2 separate regions of the Sus scrofa genome follow, and region 2 is linked to region 1. The links are chromatin contacts, called in public Hi-C maps. All regions are on one chromosome and are shown on one strand. Each heading gives the region's core, a stretch centred on a gene start, on an enhancer-like site or on the middle of the called end of the contact. The rest is flanking DNA. Distances are from core to core; before and after follow the strand shown. Region 1 overlaps IL1R1 (interleukin-1 receptor type 1). Region 2 holds the start of IL1R1 (interleukin-1 receptor type 1).

What was found. Hi-C and Micro-C count contacts between places; a contact is called where the count stands out from the background.
Region 2: a Hi-C map of embryonic fibroblasts shows a contact between it and region 1, with 2.5 times the contacts expected there. The contact joins the promoter of IL1R1 here to the enhancer-like site in region 1. A contact is called at or near these places in 1 of 5 promoter capture datasets (liver), 13 of 47 Hi-C or Micro-C datasets (adipocytes, embryonic fibroblasts, fetal liver and 4 more) and 1 of 2 datasets of contacts at active chromatin or transcription factors (skeletal muscle).

The regions. Positions count from the first base shown.
Region 1 is chr3:52,281,792-52,287,778 of Sscrofa11.1, forward strand. All of the region lies in intron 1 of IL1R1 (interleukin-1 receptor type 1), which reads right to left. Among named protein-coding and RNA genes, the nearest start is that of IL1R1, 50 kb to the right of the region's middle. Within about 2 kb of position 1,745, at least 8 of the 83 cell types and tissues checked have an H3K27ac peak or open chromatin away from gene starts, as enhancers often do. A contact at or near this core is called in embryonic fibroblasts, where this site is marked.
Region 2 is chr3:52,331,407-52,337,653 of Sscrofa11.1, forward strand. IL1R1 (interleukin-1 receptor type 1) reads right to left here and starts at 3,328. Exons shown (of 13, transcript XM_021087128.1): 1 at 2,987-3,328.

The DNA of each region.
Region 1 (5,987 bases), core at 495-2,994:
GTTGGACTGGGCCAGGAGATGCCCAGAGAGCTGGTTAAACCTTGCTTCTGAGTGTATCTGTGAGGCTGTTTCTGGAAATAATCAGCACCTGAAGTGGTGAACTGAGCGAAGCTGATAGCCCTCCCCAGCAAGGACAGTCCTCATTCCAATCCCTTGGGGGCCTACACAGAGCAAAAGGCAGAGGAAAGTTGAATTAACTCTGTCTGCCCTCTTGAGCTAGGACATCAATTTCTCCTGCCTTTGGTACCCTGGTTCTTAGGCCTTCAGACTGGACAGGAGTCTACACCATCGCTCTCTGGATCTCAAGCCTTCTAACTACACTACCTACTCTCCTGGGTCTATAGCCTGTAGACGGCAGATCCTAGAACTTTTTAGCCTCCATAAATGGCATTGAGGCAGCCCATACCTTATAATAACTCTTTCTTTATAGATAAGAGATAGATAGATAGACAGACAGATAGACACATATACAAACAATACATCTATTTCCTGTTGACTCTACAGAGGGAGAACCCTGACTGATACAGTGTGAAGAAACTATTGACGAGTCACCCATGTATGAGAAAGAGGGAATGATTTCACTGAATAGCCTCTTTAAGGCCTTTTAAATTGTGTTATCTATTCAAAAGCACACAAACTTTGTGTTTTCGTTCAAAAAAAAGTCTGAGTTCTAAAACCTTAATGGAAAGTCTAACCGAAAAATAAGTAAAGTACTATTTCAAATTATAGTCTTAAATAAAATTTTTTAAGAAAAAAAATGTAATGCACACCTACATAAGGTCTGGCAAACAATTAATACTAAATAAATGTTGTTGAATTAACAAAAAAAAAAACTTATATTCTTCAAGTTATATTCCTATCCCCATTTTAGAACCTGAACAACTAGCAAAAATAAGACAGGTGAGTTTCCCAGGAGAAAATGAAGCTAGGCCTCTCCAGACTTCACCCCAGCCTTCTGGATGGTCCTGCCAGGGAATACACGGCCTGAAAATGAACTCCAGGTACCATTTCAACTTGACCGACAAAGAGTCAGGGACAGATTGACAGACCCCTGGAGCCCCTGAATGAAAGGATTACTTGGCTGAGGTTCAAGCCTCAACAGTTCCCAGTGCAACAGAATTGGACCTTCAGCATCTCTGGATCAGCACCCAGTTGTCACCAGCACAGCACATGGGCTAGGAGGCTAAATGGACTTGACGTGGATGGACGGCTGTCTTAGCCCTCACTGGTTCCTTTGGGTCACTTACTGAACTGCTCAAAGTCTCAGTTGGTCTGATTCTAGAGCTGGAACAATGGCACCAGTCTTACAACGTTGTGAGAAAGGCTAGAGTCAGTGGCTGGAAAGAACCCAGAATAGTGCACGTTCCTTAGTAGGAACTCAGTAATGTGGACTCCATACCCAAGGGCACAGCACAGACATCGTCAGCCATCCCAAACCACAGTCATCATCTCTCAAATTCAGCAACCTGTGGACTCCAGAGTGAGACTGCTTCATGAATCCCAACCCCACACTAACCACTGATGTGACTTGAGGTAAATCACAATCACATCCCTGGGCTTCCGTTTCTTAACCTGCAAAGTGAGGTAATAATAAAGACCACCTCAAATAGGAGCTCTTAGAACCAGGTCTCACACATTGGAAGTGCTTCCTTAGTTATGTGCCATCATCATGACTTATTCAGCACCAGATCCAAACCATTGCCCAATGGGCACTTGGTGCTGATTTTAACAGCTGACCACTGAGCTAACAGTCAGGGAGAAACTCTATACCCCTGAAAGTATAAAGCTTTGCATACTCATGCCAAGTCCATAAGCCTTGTACTCACAAAAGCTGCCACCTGTTTTCCTGGTTCTACCCTGGGTTTGTATTCATTTGCTTAACAGCCATTAAGAGCTTTAAAGTTTTACTGAGTAGAAACAGAAACCGACCCACACTCAATTAAATGAATAAAATAATTAACATGCCCCAGAAAAGCTCCATTTTTAAATCCTCTATAATTCCTTTTGGGGATAGTCATTTCCCTGCAAAGTTGGGTAAAAACATTCCTAGGTCCCTTCCACTGACTCATTCGAGAAATGTTTCTCAAGCCCCCACAGGGTGTCAGGCCACAAACCAGGCCCTGGAGAAAGGAACACAGCAAACCCGCCCCTGTCTTTGAGAAGCTCTCACTGGGGATCAGAGCAAAGCAAGTGAATGGTGACAATGCAATATGAAAAGAATGGCATGTTATCCCATATGCAAATGAGATAAATAAGCAACACAATAAACCCATTTTTAATCTAAAGTATATCCAGGTGCTGCTGACTCTCAGAACTAAGCAATATGTTGTCACACACCCCTTTCCCAGTTTAGAATTAGGAAACACTATCCAAACTTTGGCATACAGCTCTCTAAAAGCTGAATATCCCATAAGGTGAAAATATAAACTGCATATTAACAATAATAGTCATAGTACCACTCGGTATTTTTTACTTTATTTCTATTTAAAGAACTTTCTTCTAGCCCTCTTCTGTTCCCAGTACAATCCTGTGGTGAGAGGGAAAGTCAGCCCTTATCTCTAAATTTTATAGCTAAAAAGGAGATACAATCATAAAGACTGAGGTTTGCCCGAGGTTGTTCAAATGGTAAAAATCAGAGCAAAAGCATCTGATTCCCCCACACTCTCTGCAGACCTGCTGAGAGACATCGAATGAGATCAAAGACCTCAGAAATTAGGTTGACAAAAGTTGCTATGAGCGAGAACGGGTTTGATAATGAGTAACCAAAAAAGACAAGAAGTTGAACCTAGAGGAAGAGAGTAAGAAACCAGAAGGTTTCACCCCCAAAAAGTGTCCTGAACACAAATGAAGACAAGATACTCTTTGCCAGTTATCAGATTAGCACACTTAAAAATAAGTAAATAAAACCCAGCCGGTGAAAGTGTGGGGAAGTGGTGTCTATACAGTGCTGGAGGGTATGTACACGAATGCACTTTCCTAGAGGAATTCAGTAACAGAATCAAGAGCTTCAAATATACTTTCGCCCTTTGACCTCTGGGATTTTATTCCAAGGAAATATCAGGAAGAGATGCATAGGTTTCCCCCCCAAGGATGTTTGTTTTGGTAATGTTAAGAAGTGAAAAGACAGAAATCAAATATCTACCAACATGATTCAGCAAATCATCTGTGGAGGAAGAAATTCATTAGCATGGCAAGATGCTTTGCTGAAAGGGAAAAGCAGATAGTAAAACAGAATGGACAGTCTGAGCATGCTTTTTCCAAGATGTAAATGCATTCAGAGAAACCATACCCACCAAAATATTAGCAGTATCTATCTCACAATATTAGGTTTTGATGTTTCACCTTCTTCATTCATCTCTATGTATTCTTTCTTTATTTTTGACTGTGAGTATGTGCTATCTGTATACACTTTTAAAGGCATTCAAAATACTTAAGAAAGGTATCTTAGCCATTCTTTAACCTTGCCTGTGGAGTTTCTCTACTAAGCAAGTTAACAATGCCCCAAAGGATTAGTGGGTTAAGACTGTAAACTGAATGTTAAGTAGAGACAGGTCATAAGCATTTTTTATAATTCATCACTACATGTCAATAGATGATTAAAGAAGATGTCACACACACACATGCACACACACAGTGGAATATTACTCTGCCATAAAAAAGAATCAATTAATGCCATTTGTAGCAGCAACATGTATAGACTTAGAGATTATCAGACTAAGTGAAGTCAAAGACAAATATCACATGATATCACTTATATGTGGAATATAAAATATGTTACAAGTGAACTTATTTACAAAGAGAAATACTCATAGACATAGAAAACAAACTTATGGTTACCATAGAGGAAAGACAAGGGGGAAGATAAATTAGGAATTTGGGAATAACAGATACACACAAATTACATAAGATAAATAATAAGGTTCTACTGTATAGCACTGGAAACTATACTCAGTGGAAAGAATCTGAAAATAAATGATATATGTGTGTGTGTGTGTGTATAACTAAATCACTTTGCTGCACTTGTGAAACACTGTAAATCAACTATACGCCGATAAATATAGCTTTAAATAAAATAAAATGCATCACCACTAGTAGGAAGATGAAATTCATCTCGAGAAGTGTCCCTACTCCTTCCAGACAACGTGTGGTCTCCTTTCTCCAGGGGATCCACGTATTAACATGGACACAGATTTCCCCTTGGCCCGCAGCACATGGGCCCCCAGCACACACACCATGGCCTCCAGCCACCTTTGGGTGGACACAGTGATCCGCCGAACCAGCTGGTCACTAGCTACACCTTTTGAAACGTCCTTCCCCCACCCAGCTCTTCACACCTTCACAGCCAAAGTGCAAACTCGCATCTGGTATAAGAGCAACACGGAGGTTTAAGTTGAACTGAATTGAATGGTAAACTTCATTTTGTTCTCATTTTGGCTTTCTTCTCTCCTTTCTTTAGTAGCTCAGATTCTGTCCCATTTTCCTGTTCTTTCACACAACAACACTATTGATAGGAAGTATGAGGATCAAGGGTGTCCGATAAAAAATACAGGGCGATGCTGATCATCCAATTGAATGCCTACAGCCTACGGCCACAGGTGTAAGTAACATAAGCAAAAGCCCCTGGGGGGAAAAAAAAACATGCTCAAGCTTTAAAAATTCCATTGTAAGCCCTGATGGCAGGAAGCATGTACAAGGCTTGCAAAGACAATGTGTTATCATTTTAAATGCAACCAATCATGTCTGCTTGGAGTAATACAAGGCCTTCAGCCAAACATGGGGCCAGATGATGCTTCTCTGGAACAGGAGAAGCATCAAGGAAAATCATAAAACAAGTCTTCCTTCTAGCTTCGACTAGAGCACTTTAAAAGGACTTAATTTACAATATCCTTCACTTAAACCTCATGATTTACCAAAAGCCACATAACTATTGATGACTTATAGGTAGGACATAGCCATAAAATATATCTGCCACAGATTTTCCTAGTTAATATTCCACAGAATAAAACATATGTAATCATAGGTGATCTTTAAACAGGGCTCACAGACACATCGTGGGGTTAAATATGCCTACAAACCACATAAGCCCAAGAAATCCTTCCGATCTTGTTTCAACAAATAGCGTAACAGTGTCAGTATTTTCAGATTCCATTTGTCCCTCCTAAAGACTTCACTGGGGAATAAGCAAACAGAGGGAAAAGGAGGGAAAAATACAAAAACAAAAACTAGAGTGCAAAGCAATCATCTTACCGTCTCTTTTTCTCATGGTTGGAGCCTTTGGGACTGGCTGGCCCCACGGGAGGTGGTAACACAGGGAAGCCGGCAGGATTTCTCCCCCCAAGCGAAGCCAGCTGAGTTGACCGTGCTTATTAAAAACAAAAGTGCATTTTGAAGACAGCCCTGGATAGAGCTGCTAACGGCTCTTTTCTTTTTCCAAAGAGCTTTGAGGGTGAAGCACAAGCCTGATGCCTCACATCTTGTCAGCCGTCCCAGCTGTGCTGAGTCTGTGAGAAGAGAAAGTGGGCTCCGGGTGACGCCTGTAAGAGCTTTAATCCTCAGCAGTGACACATGTGGGGAACTATGAACAGGAAGCTCAGAGCCCGGCAAGCAGCCAGAAGCATTCAGAAAACGTGCCAAGCCCTTTCGAAACACCATGCTCTCCACTAAACATTCACTCCTAACGGTTCACAGGCTGTGTCTCTCCTCTCAAATGACTGAGCCATCAACCTGGGCAAGGCTGGCCCATGGACATCCAGGCTGTCACTGTTTCTGTCATCAGTCTGGCTAAGTCAAGGCCAGGTTTGGGGTGTCCTCCCCTCCTGCCCTATTGCCCACCTCCCAATCTTTGTGGTAACCATACCCACAGATGTGAGCCCCTGCGATGCCACAGGGCCTTTCATTCAGGTCTTTGCAAGGCCTCCTCCTGAGGTCACGCACCCTGGGGGACACTGCAAGGAACTCTTCTCAGCATCTGAGAAGCAGGGAGACCC
Region 2 (6,247 bases), core at 2,078-4,577, 51 kb after region 1:
TCCCATACCCCGTGCTGTTTCCTACACAGACATACCCATGATCAAGTTTAATACAGCAGGAGATTAACAACAATAACTAACAGTAAAATAGAACAATTGCAATAATGTCTTATGATAAAAGTTGTGTGAATACAGTCTTTCTCAAAATATCGTATCCAATGTGTTTTCCTTCTTTTTGATTTAATTTTTTTTCTTTTTATGCACCTGCAGCACATGGAAGTTCCTGGGCTAGGAGGTTGAATCAGAGCTGCAGCTGAGGCCGACACCACAGCCACGGGAACACCAGATCTGAGTGGTAATGATACCTATGCTTACCGCAACATTGGCTCCTTAACCCACTGAGCAAGGCCAGGGATCAGACCCACATGCTCACAGAGACAACATCAGGTCCTTATTCCACTGAGCCACAATGGGAACTCCTGCTTTTTCCTTCTTAACCAAACACTTACCACACACTGTGGCTCTAACTTTTGCAGCTTGAGGCGCGACAACAAAACTAACATGAATTTCCTTTTTCTTCGTAATTTCAAAGATAGAAGATTCATTCTTACCACAGATCTTAGCAACCTCAGTATATACATTTTTCTCCTGTCCTTATTAAGTCATGAACTTTCCCATTTTCACTTAGAGGGAGAATATTGACATATTCGTATCACCAGCACCACTCTTCTGCATTTTGGGGCCACTATTAAGTAAAATAAAGATCACTGGAGTTCCCATCGTGGCGAAGTGGTTAACGAATCCGACTAGGAACCATGAGGTTGCGGGTTTGGTCCCTGCCCTTGCTCAGTGGGTTAACGATCCGGCGTTGCTGTGAGCTGTGGTGTAGGTTGCAGATGCGGCTCGGATCCTGCGTTGCTGTGGCTCTGGCGTAGGCCAGTGGCTACAGCTCCGATTCGACCCCTAGCCTGGGAACCTCCATATGCCATGGGAGCAGCCCAAAGAAATAGCAAAAAGACAAAAAAAAAAAAAAAAAAAAAAAAAAAAAAAGATCACTGAACACAAGCATTGTGATATTGTGACAAATGATCTAACAACCCAGTGGCTATTTAGTGACCCCAGACAGGACATGCTGGACAAAGGGAGGATTGGCATCCAGGCTGCACAAGATTTCATCACGCTACTCAGAACAGTGAGAAATTTGAAGCTTATGAATGGTTTATTCCTGGAATTTTCCATTTCCTAATGTCAGACCATGGCTGACCCAGGGTAACTAAAACCACAGAAAGTGAAGCCTTGGATGAGGGGAGGACTTATTAACTCCATGGCTATGATACACCCTAGGGTGAGGGGGTGACATCTGCCACCTACGGTCAGTCTGCAGCAGGACAAAGCTTCTCTAGGAAGCCTTGGAGATGGAGACTGTGACTCAGACCTCTTGCATCCAACTCAGCTCAGCCCTGCAGAGAACACAGGGATGCTGCCTTTGGGGCCGAGAGCATTGATTCCACCACCCCAACTCTTACAGCAACTCTACTGTTTCTCTAGTACGATTGAGGAGAACTGGAGATGTTCCCTAATTGCCCAAAGTGGGTAGAATTGGGATGGGGGAGGGAAAGACAGAGGGAGGAGGTGAGAGAGGGAGGAGCTTGGGGTTTGAGGCTTGGAGATGTCAGATTTTGTCAACTGCCTTCTGTGAAGGAATCTGACGCACTTCATCTCATTCAGTCCTCCCAAGAGCCATGCAATACAGAGTTCCTAATAAACCCATTTCACAAGAAGAGAAAAATGAGACTCAGAGGGTAGAGAAATGATTCCAGCCACACAGCTCTTACATGAAAGGTCTAGTCCCCCAGCTGGTTTGTCCGATTCCCCAGTCTTTGCTCTTTCCACATTCTCAGGATGCCTCAGAGCCAAGCTAAACATGCCCAGAATGCATGCGAGGCCAGAGAAGAAGGTGGTCAGCCTCAGCATATCAAGCAGAATGTGCCGTGAGAAGAGCCAAGTTCAATCCCAGCTACAGCATCACTGTCTTGGCGAGAAAGTGACCACCTACAGCATCTCCAGTTTGCCTCCCAACATCTTATCCCAGATGTACCAAGTCCTGGCAAGTCTGGTGTCTCTATAAGCACACCATGGAGTCGGGACTTAAACACCATCCCTGACTCTTTGCCCAATCAGCTGAAACATAAAGATATCCCTTTATAGTTTCACAAATTTGACGGGGTGGGGCCATACCCACGGCATGCAGAAGTTCCCAGACCAGGGATCAAACCAGAGCCAAGTCATTAACCAGGAGGCCCTCAGGGAAATCATATAGTTTCCGAAACTCTTTACACTTTGAAGAGTTTCCTGTAGAACTGGACCATTTTCGGAATAAGGTTATCTATAAGTAGTTCCACCACCGTGAGTGAAGGTCAGGTTTGGAAAGAAGTCCCTTTTTCCCTTTCTACCTTTGATTCTTTCTTGACAAAAATGAATAACCACCACAAAGTACACACAGGGTCGGCATGAGGACCCAGTGAAGGGATGTGTCCCATCTTTAAGCCCCCCAGTTAGTTTTCTGCCTGCAGGCAGTGCACCATCCAGCCTTGCTTCCTGGAGGGGTTGTAGGCAAGGAATTAGTCCTTCTGAATTTCTTTTCTTTTTTTTTTTTTTTTTTTTGTCTTTTTAGGGCTGCATCCGTAGCATATGGAGGTTCCCATGCTAGTGGTCTAATCAGAGCTCTAGCCGCCACCCTATACCACAGCCACAGCAACACCAGATCTGAGCTGTGTGTGCAACCTACACCATAGCTCACAGCAACACCAGATCCTTAACCCACTGAGCAAGGCCAGGGATCGAACCCACAACCTCATGGTTCATAGTCGGATTCATTTGCTCTGTGCCAGGACAGGAATTCCAGGTCCCTCTGCATTTCCATGGGCTTCCTTTCATTCAATCCCCACAGCCACCCCTTTGGTGAGAACAACATACTCTTCCCATTTTAGAGATGAGAGACAGCAAGTTTAATGAAGTCCATTAAATGTGGAGCCAGCAAACTTACCCAGCCGCGGAAAGCTCTAGATCTTGAAATCACAGATAGAATACCCCAGAAGCAAGGGAGGCCCATGTGGTCACTACCCCCGGTGGCCCTTGTGGGACAGTGAAGTTCCCTGGGTCTCTAGAGCTGACAGTCAGCCAGCATTCAAACCTTAGGAGAGGGGAACCCCTGGGGGCGGGGGCAAGAAATAAAGGGCTCCATTTGCTGTGGGAAAACATCCCAGACTTGGAATTTTGAAGTATGGCTTTGGATGTTTCCTGGGGATCCTCCTGTGGGCAGAAATGAGGAGGTTCCCTCCAGCAAGAAGCTGGGGAGTCCCATTCTGCAGGCCAGCCCACCTGCTCACAGGTACACATCCACGTGTGCCCAGAGACGCCCCGAGAGGAGCCTCCCACCAACCTTCCTGGAATTCCTCTATGACCACAGGGCAGGGACGGCCATGCACTTGCACCTAAACAAACTTCAAAGTCCTGCTGGCAATGGAAAACTGATTCTGCACTTTGAAAAGAGGCCAAAGGACATTTGATAACAGGGGGAATGACTGTGTGTTCAGAAGTGCACAGGACAGTGTAACATAGAAGGTTCATCCAGGGAGCATGAAAATTATTCAAGGGAGTAAAACTAAAGATCTTTGGTTTACATTGAGTTTTTTAGTCTTAGGATGTGTGGTATGAAGTTCTGATGATTGTGGAAGGCTTGTTTCCTAAGGAGGATGTGAAAATAAATTACCCAAGTTCACACCTGAAGCTATGTGCAAATGCACCTGAGGCTGTGAGCCCCCAGAGAAGCAGTCAGGGTTCCAAGTGGGCCCCAGCTAGCGTGAGACCCTGCCCCAGTGACTCAATGACACTTCAGCTTCTCCATTCCAAGCAGAGCCCATCTGCCTCTCCAAGTGAGAAGACACATATGAAATCATTTTAAGCCTTTCAAAGGTTATCAGGTTATTCATTTTTCCCCCTGATCATTTGTTTCCACGTCTTTAAGAAAAATCTCATGAAAAGGGGAATTTCAATTCACACCAAATCACTGAGCTCCCAGTGTCACCCTGAGAAAGCTATGACTCATCCCAGTTCTCAGGGGCTTTCCTACCTGGTGATTCCACCCCCTCTTTCCTGAAAAGGAAAGAGAAGCACTTACCACCACAGCTCTTGCGCAGGACAACCCTTTTGTCACAAGTCAAATCGTGTAAATTATCTCCACGTTCCATTGGAACGTACCCACCCTTGATTTTGACCCTTGAGAGAAACACTGCCAAGGCTTATGTTTGTAAAATAAATCCCAAGCCTTTCATTTCAACCTAGTTTTCTCCTGTGGCTCTGGGTGCAGGAGTCTGAACTAAAATTCTCAGGAAAGGGAAAATCCCTTCATAAACCCCAAGAGGAGAAAATAGACCAGATCTCCCTTCCTCCCGGGATCCTGTGGTGGACTAGTCTGCCTGAGGCTCTGACCAGCCAACATCTCATTAACACTGAAGGTGCCTGCACCCATATTTCACTGAAAGGCAACACTTTCAATTTTCTTTCATGGAAAGCCATCACCAAACAATTCACCTGCCTGATAGCCTTAAGAAATAAACCAGAATAATATTCTTCTGTCTTTAGAAAGGAAGAAACAGTGTTACAAAGACAGGGGCAGACTATTTGAGTTGTAGAATGGATAAGGACGCACGACTCAGGCCTGATCAATCAGATTATACCATCCCCATGGCCACAGTGACTAGTCCAAAAGGACACACAAGACATGGGCTGGAGAAGTCAAGACTCTTCCTGGGCTCTTTTAGCCAGAAATATCAGGAAGATGATCTTTCCTCATGTGGGTTGTGGTACAAATATAAAATATCCCTTGACTTACCAGTGTCTAATATGCCTACCACATGAAGAGAACCCATTCAAGAGACACAAAGATTAAGGCACATTATTGGCTCCTGGATCTAGCCATGCCTGAAGCTGTTATAGTTCCGAATTTTTCTTTACTAAATTAGGAGCCAATAGATTCACCCCCCCCCCATATGCTAGTTTGTGAATAGCTGTTACTTGCAAATGAAAACAAATTTACTGGAGTTCCCATTGTGGCTCAGAGGAAACGAATCCAACTAGTAACCATGAGGATTTGGATTTGATCCCTGTCCTCACTCAGTGGGTTAAGGATTTGGCATTGCCATGAGCTGTGGTGTAGTTCGCAGATACGGCTCAGATCCCACGTTGCCATGGCTGTGGTGTAGGCTGGCAGCTGCAGCTCCAATTCGATCCCTAGCCTGGGAACTTCCATATGTCTCAGGTGCAGCCCTAAAAAGCAAAAAAAAAAAAAAAAAAAAAAAAAAATTTACCAATACAACTTCTCAGTTGTAAGTAAGATTACATATAAAAAGCCTATTCATATGTATATCTTCATCATGATTCAGAAAAAAAAAGTGGCCTAGATGAAAATTACATAAATTAGAAATCTTGAAATATTACCTTTATAAATATGCTGACAGAAACTGCCTGCTCATTCCATCTAAACTGGAAGTTAGTCCTTGGTTGAATTGTAGTCAAAATAGGGGCTTTCCAAATCTGGATGTATAATAGGATTTTGCTATTTTGAATGCTACCCAAAGGAAATACTCCCAAAGTAGAGAATGCTCCGTGGACTCACTCAGCCCTTTAATTCAAGAAGAGAAAAATGTTTATTGCTGTGAAGCTATAAAAACACTTCCGAGAAACTGAAGTCACAGTTTTCTGGAAAAATCCAACTGCTGCTTTGCACCAAGATGTGTTATTAATAAGGAGGTCATGAAAGCATGGCGGTGTGTGCTAGTCTGCTGTTACTCGTGGGCCAGGATTCTCAAGGTGCCCACACACACACACATACACATACACACACACACACACACACCCAATTCACTACAGAGCATGTTAGACGTTTTCATAATCACAGGCATCTGCTTACTGAACAATGCATGAGAGAGGCTGCCATAGACACTGTCCTAACCATGACCTTGCAAGGCACCTGTTCCAATAGAGACACCCCAAGAAGGGTAAGTGTGACAGTTCTGTGCCCAAGTTCACAGAGCCGTTCAATGAAGGAGCTGGAATTAGGAGCCAAGGGGTGAGTTCTCAGCCCAGTTTACTCTGGGTCTCATCTGGAAATGTTAAGAAATCCACGTGGCAAGTGTATTAGCCCCAATTCACTGTCATTCTCACCTCTGCACAGCAGATGAGTCATTGTCATTCTCACCTCTGCACATCAGAAGAGTCAGGATGAAGTGATCATCCCCAAGGTGAT